Linked DNA regions of Sus scrofa: region 1 is linked to region 2. The links are chromatin contacts, called in public HiChIP or PLAC-seq maps. All regions are on one chromosome and are shown on one strand. The core of a region is the stretch at or near the end of the contact, and the rest is flanking DNA. Distances in the headings are between cores, read along the strand shown.

Region 1 (2,700 bases), core at 34-2,533, 39 kb after region 2:
GTCTGGAACCCTCCCTTCCTCCTTGTGCACCCCCACCACAGCTGTCTTCACAGATCCTAGAATTTCTCTCCTGGATTATGCAGAAAGCCCCCCACGGGTCTTGCCATCCAGAGACTTGCTGCATTCGAATCCATTCTCCGTAAGACTGACACGACAAGTCTGAAATTACATTTATGATATTGCTATTTTCCATATAAAATTCTCCCAAACACCCTCTTAGCTTTCAGAACAAAACCTACGCTCCTTGCAATGGTGCAAAGTCCTTCTGGGTGACCCAGGCCCTGTCCACCCCTTAGTCTGCTTGTCCCCATTCCTCTCAGGATCTGTGCTCCAGCTACAGGGACCTTTCTCAGGCCATCCCCTTGGCCTGGAATCCCTCCACCCACCCGCCCACCTCATCCCCATTCCTGCTCCTCCTACTCATCCTTCAAAACTTGTTCCGAGGCAGGTGTGCCACTGTGGTGGTGCCATAGGGCTGCTCCTGTCACCTCCTCCTGGAGGTGTTCACTGGCCCTCCCAGGCTGTATGTGGGGACTCTTTGCTCTGTCAAGGCTGCGTATGCAGTCATCATCTGTTAGTCTCTGTGCTCCTTTGAAAAGAGGCTCGTACAGGAGGGACCGTGTCTCTGAATCCCTGACCACGAGGAGGGTGCCAGGCTGCAGGAAGGGGTCCACAAACTCCTGTTGAATGCCTGAGTCAGTGGGGACTCGGTGAAGTGGCCAAGGGCGCAGGGCCTGCCCCTCCCGTGCAGCGCGGTTGAAGCATGTGGCGCCACCTTGTAGCTACTTCTGGAGTGTGAGGCTCCAGAGAGAAAAGGGATTGCCAAGCACCGGCGGGCACATACGTAACAAGGCATAGGTAACAAGTGGCAACTGTTACAATGACTATTTTTAGATTAAGTCGCTTCTATGTTTTACAGTTCATGTTTCTGGACTTCTTCCATCAATTTATTATCATCTTAATCTTCCTGATTTTTACTAAAGAAGTGGCACAATCATGAAGTTATAGGTATTTTTAACTGCTGGCTCTTGGGGATGGGGTTGGATCCTGTTGGGTGGGGCTTGGGTGTAAAAGATCCACTGCTGTTCCAAGGCTGAGTGTGGTGATGTGTGAGGTTATGCAGCACGCGCGCGTGTACACACACACACACACACACACACACGCTAAGTTTCCAGGGAAAGGCTGTCAAACCACCTGAATTAATGGCTCTTCCCAAGCTTTAGGTTGGAGACTGGCCTCATTTGCATATTGGCCCCACTTCCTTCACCGCTAAGATGCTCATCTTCGTTGCCAGCGCCCTCTGCTGGCCGCAGCCAGACCGCCCCGATGTATTTGACTATGTTGCCCCCTATGGATCAGGCTCAAGTTTCAATAAATATTTCCTCACTGGCTGGGGTATCTCCTACCTGTGCGCTGTTAGAACCTGCAGGGGTACCAAAGCAGCTCCTATCCTGAAGATATGATGGCCACGTTCAAGGAGCTAGAAACTTTGATAAGCTTGGCAAACTATACATCTGGACCCCAAACCAAAAGAACTCTATGCATGCAATGACATAGGGGTTATGGTACCTGCACAGAGATTGCATGGATCACACAAGGGACTGTGTTTATGTACAACTTTGCCATTTACAGAGAACTGCATCATATATTTCCTCATTTAACGGTGTCAACCACACTAGTGAGGATGGTATTGATAAAATATAACAGACCGACACGCTGGCCTCAGATGTGAATACCGACAATTGTCTTGTCAGTCAGCTGATGTTATTATGTCTTGTCGCAAAGATCACACATGAAACAAAGTCTAGTTTCAGAGGGAAAAAAAATCCCATGAGTCTGACTCACCAGCATCATTGTTTTGTAGCACCTGAGCTTTCTCCCCCCGCCTCACCAGGAACATCTGAGAAGATCAGTGTGAGACAGACAGATGCCATGACGAGAGGCTTCTTGTGGGGAATTTTCCATTTCTGTCTTGCAGCCAAGATCCTAGAAATTATGAAAGGGCATTTTCAGGATGAAAAGCATTTAGCTTTGTTTCTGCATAGGAGTGGAAAATCAAAATCATTCTGAAGGGGTGCGGTTTTTTGAAAGATGCAAGACAAATGTTTTCAAGCAAGTGCTTTTAAATGCCTCACATTCAAGCTTAAATCACAGTGGCTTTTGTCACACTATCATCTACTGGAGTGAGTTAAATCAAATAGTGTGAAAGGGTCTTTTTCTTCCTTTAATCTTTGACAAAAAAGGGCAAACTCCAAAATTATGCCAGTCTATCAGTAGTCTCCATTGCCGCACCCCTTCAAAGAGAAATTGCCACAAACTCTTGAGCTGGTGTTTTTCTATCCCAGATGCACTCTCTTCCCCATCAGAAATGACTAACACTCAGGAATATGGTTCCAAGAGAGGCCACTAGGAAAGAGAGACAACAGAGGGAGAGAATTTCTCCCTGGAGATTGTGAAATACTTTTTCAGGAGGGAGACCATGCTTCTGAAGATCCCCCAGCTTCTTCTTGCATCCTGAGGGCCAGGGCTGGGTCACACATCTATTTCATGTCTATTGCTAAATGACCCAGTGGGGAAATGGGGTACCTACGGTAAGTGGCGTGGATGATTCTCTGGGGGTAGAATGGATATTGGAGAGTCGAGCACCCTTTGGGATACTGTGTCTGGCAACGCTGGTAGCCAGACCAGATGTTCTTTGTT
Region 2 (2,700 bases), core at 95-2,594:
TAGCCAAGACATGAAAACAACTTAAATATCCTTTGACAGGTGAAATGTAATGTGATGGAATATTATTCAGCCATAAAAAGAAGGAAATCCTGACATTTGCAAAAGAATGGATGACCCTGGAGGACACTGTACTATGTAAAATAAACCAAACACAGAAAGACAAATACTGTATGAACTCACTTATAGGTGGAATCTAACCAAGTTGAGCTCCCAGGACCATGGAGTAGAATGGGCACTGCCAGGGGCTGGGAGGGGGTGGGATGGAAACAGGGTGATGTTTCGGTTATAAGAAGAATATGTTCTGGTGATCAAACGGAAGTCATGCTGACTATTGTTAATGATACTGTGTTGCATACTTGAAATTTACTAACACAGTAGGTCTTAAGGGTTCTCATCACATGCAAAGAAATGGTAACTGTGTAGGGTGATGAAAGTTTTAATTAACCTGATTGCAGTACGAATTCACAATGTATGCATATGTTAAATATTTATGTGGTACATCCCGAATGTAAATAATTTCCATTTGTCAATTACACCTCAATAAAGCTGGAAAATTTCTTTAATTTAAAAATAGAGCCGGGTAGTTATGCTGCAAGCCACACGGAAAGTCCTAAAGTTCCCGTCGTGGAATGAATCCGACTAGGAACCATGAGGTTTCGGGTTTGATTCCTGGCCTTGCGCAGTGGGTTAAGGATCCGTTGTTGCCGTGAGCTGTGGTGTAGGTGTAGCTGTGGTGTAGGCTCGGATCCCACGTTGCTGTGGCTCTGGTGTAGGCTGGCAGCTACAGCTCCGATTTGACCCCTAGCCTGGGAACCTCCATATGCCGCAGAAGTGGCCCAAGAAAATGGCAAAAAACAAAAAACAAAAAACAAAACAAAACAAAAAAAGAGCCAGGAAAACAAAGAACAAATATATCAACAAAAGCACAGGGTGAACAACACCACAAAATTCACAACAGATTTAAAAGACAAGTGGCATGTGATTAAAAAGGGAGTAGAGAGAATGTGATGAACAATTGATTTCAGAAGGAAAACATTGGAATTCCCACAGTGGTGCAGTGGAAAGTTGGGAGGTTGGGGAGCATGGCAGTCCCTACCAGGTCTTCTTCATCTGCCTGGCAGGTAGGGGAGGTGGGAAAACATTCATACCCACTTTTAGGGGGGCTGCACCCATGGGGTGCAGAAGTTCTGGGGTCAGGAATCGAACCAGCATCACAGCAGCAACTTGAGCCATAGCACTGACAACACTGGACCTTTAACCCACTGAGCCATCAGGGAACTCCCTTACACCCACATTCAACCCCTTGGCCTCATCTAATTGCCAGCAAGGCTGGAAATGCAGTCTAGCTCTGTAGTCGGGGGAAACAGGAAATGAGTCAACTCATAGTCTCTGCCATAATCACACACAGGGACCAAAATAGGATATGCCAAAACTGAACACATGACCCATCTCATGAAGTCTTCTTCTAATTTTACTCCCATCTCTCCATTTCCCATCCCGTTCATTCATTGAACTTATTTATACTCATGGAGAGTTCACTAAACTTTGATGGCAGGCAGCCTCTAAAACAGCCCCCAAATATCCCCTTCTCCTAGGACTCATTCTTCCATATAATTTCCTCCCCTTGCTGAATTTATGGAGTAGCTTCTACTGAATAACAGGGCCAAAGGGATGGGTGCTGCCACCGAGGTCATGGTATAAAACATCCGAGGCTTCCATCGTGGATGCTCTGTGGCTCTCCCTCTTGGATGCCAGTTGCTATGTCATGGGGTATCCATGTCTGTGGCAAGTGTTTCCTCCTGTGGTTTATAAGTTTTGTTTGTGAGCTCATTTTAAGATTTTTTTCTGAGGATGTCACTTGCATTTTTGACCAAGAAAATCTCTCTGGAGAATAGTTTGGATTTCTTCTTAGTCTGAGACGAATTTTCATGCTAAAAGTTTAGCTTGGAAATTTCCACACCATGGAGGTGTTGTAAATTTCACGTCCTCACCCCGGCTGGTGTAGCTTTGGAACTTTAATAGTTCCCAGGAGGTGTTTTTCCTCCCAGAACCCTGGGCAGGTACAGTTTATTGTTGTCTTCTTGGGAAAGCAGGGTGAGACTTTTAGTGAAAGGAGAGTTTTTATCATTTATCTGCTTTAATGAAAGGATAGTTCACACAGGGTCTTAGTTTATTTAAGGGTCTCGGTTCCATTCGTTGCCTCATGTGGGCCCAAGACTATATCTCCTGCTCTTGCTTAAAGTCCCACCCTAGAAGTTCCCGTTGTGGCTCAGCAGTAACGAACCCGATTAGGATCCATGAGGACACGGCCTCGCTCAATGGGTTAAGGATCTGGCGTTGCCATAAGCTGTGGTGTAGGTTGCAGATGTGGCTCGGATCCTGCGTTGCTGTGGCTGTGGTGCAGGCTGGCAGCTACAGCTCCGATTCAGCCCCTCGCCTGGGAACTTCTGTATGCCATGGGCATGGCCCTAGAAAGACAAAAAAAAAAAAAAAAAAAAAAAAATCTCCCCCTCGTCTTTGGGGCCTATATCAAGATCAATTCCTGCCTTCGCAGTGGAGTGAGACTTCAAGTTACAAGTTTCCCATTCTCCATGACACCTGGAGTTTTTGTCCCTAGCTACGCATTTTAAATCTTTTTGTTATATTTTCTCTAATGTTTCCACGTATTTGTGGACATCAGGTAAGGTGGGACTGAGCTCT

What was found. HiChIP or PLAC-seq counts read pairs in DNA pulled down with a chosen protein or histone mark.
Region 1: a contact with region 2 is called in an H3K27ac HiChIP or PLAC-seq map of alveolar macrophages. The contact joins two enhancer-like sites. A contact is called at or near these places in 10 of 47 Hi-C or Micro-C datasets (blood, brain, embryonic fibroblasts and 5 more) and 2 of 2 datasets of contacts at active chromatin or transcription factors (alveolar macrophages and skeletal muscle).

The regions. Positions count from the first base shown.
Region 1 is chr1:9,293,213-9,295,912 of Sscrofa11.1, forward strand. LOC106506439 (a long non-coding RNA gene) reads right to left here. Exons shown (of 5, transcript XR_002342376.1): 4 at 1,846-1,986. Among named protein-coding and RNA genes, the nearest start is that of SNX9, 56 kb to the left of the region's middle. Within about 2 kb of position 1,284, at least 8 of the 83 cell types and tissues checked have an H3K27ac peak or open chromatin away from gene starts, as enhancers often do. A contact at or near this core is called in alveolar macrophages and retroperitoneal adipose tissue, where this site is marked.
Region 2 is chr1:9,253,812-9,256,511 of Sscrofa11.1, forward strand. No RefSeq gene overlaps it. Among named protein-coding and RNA genes, the nearest start is that of SNX9, 16 kb to the left of the region's middle. Within about 2 kb of position 1,345, at least 13 of the 83 cell types and tissues checked have an H3K27ac peak or open chromatin away from gene starts, as enhancers often do. A contact at or near this core is called in alveolar macrophages and retroperitoneal adipose tissue, where this site is marked.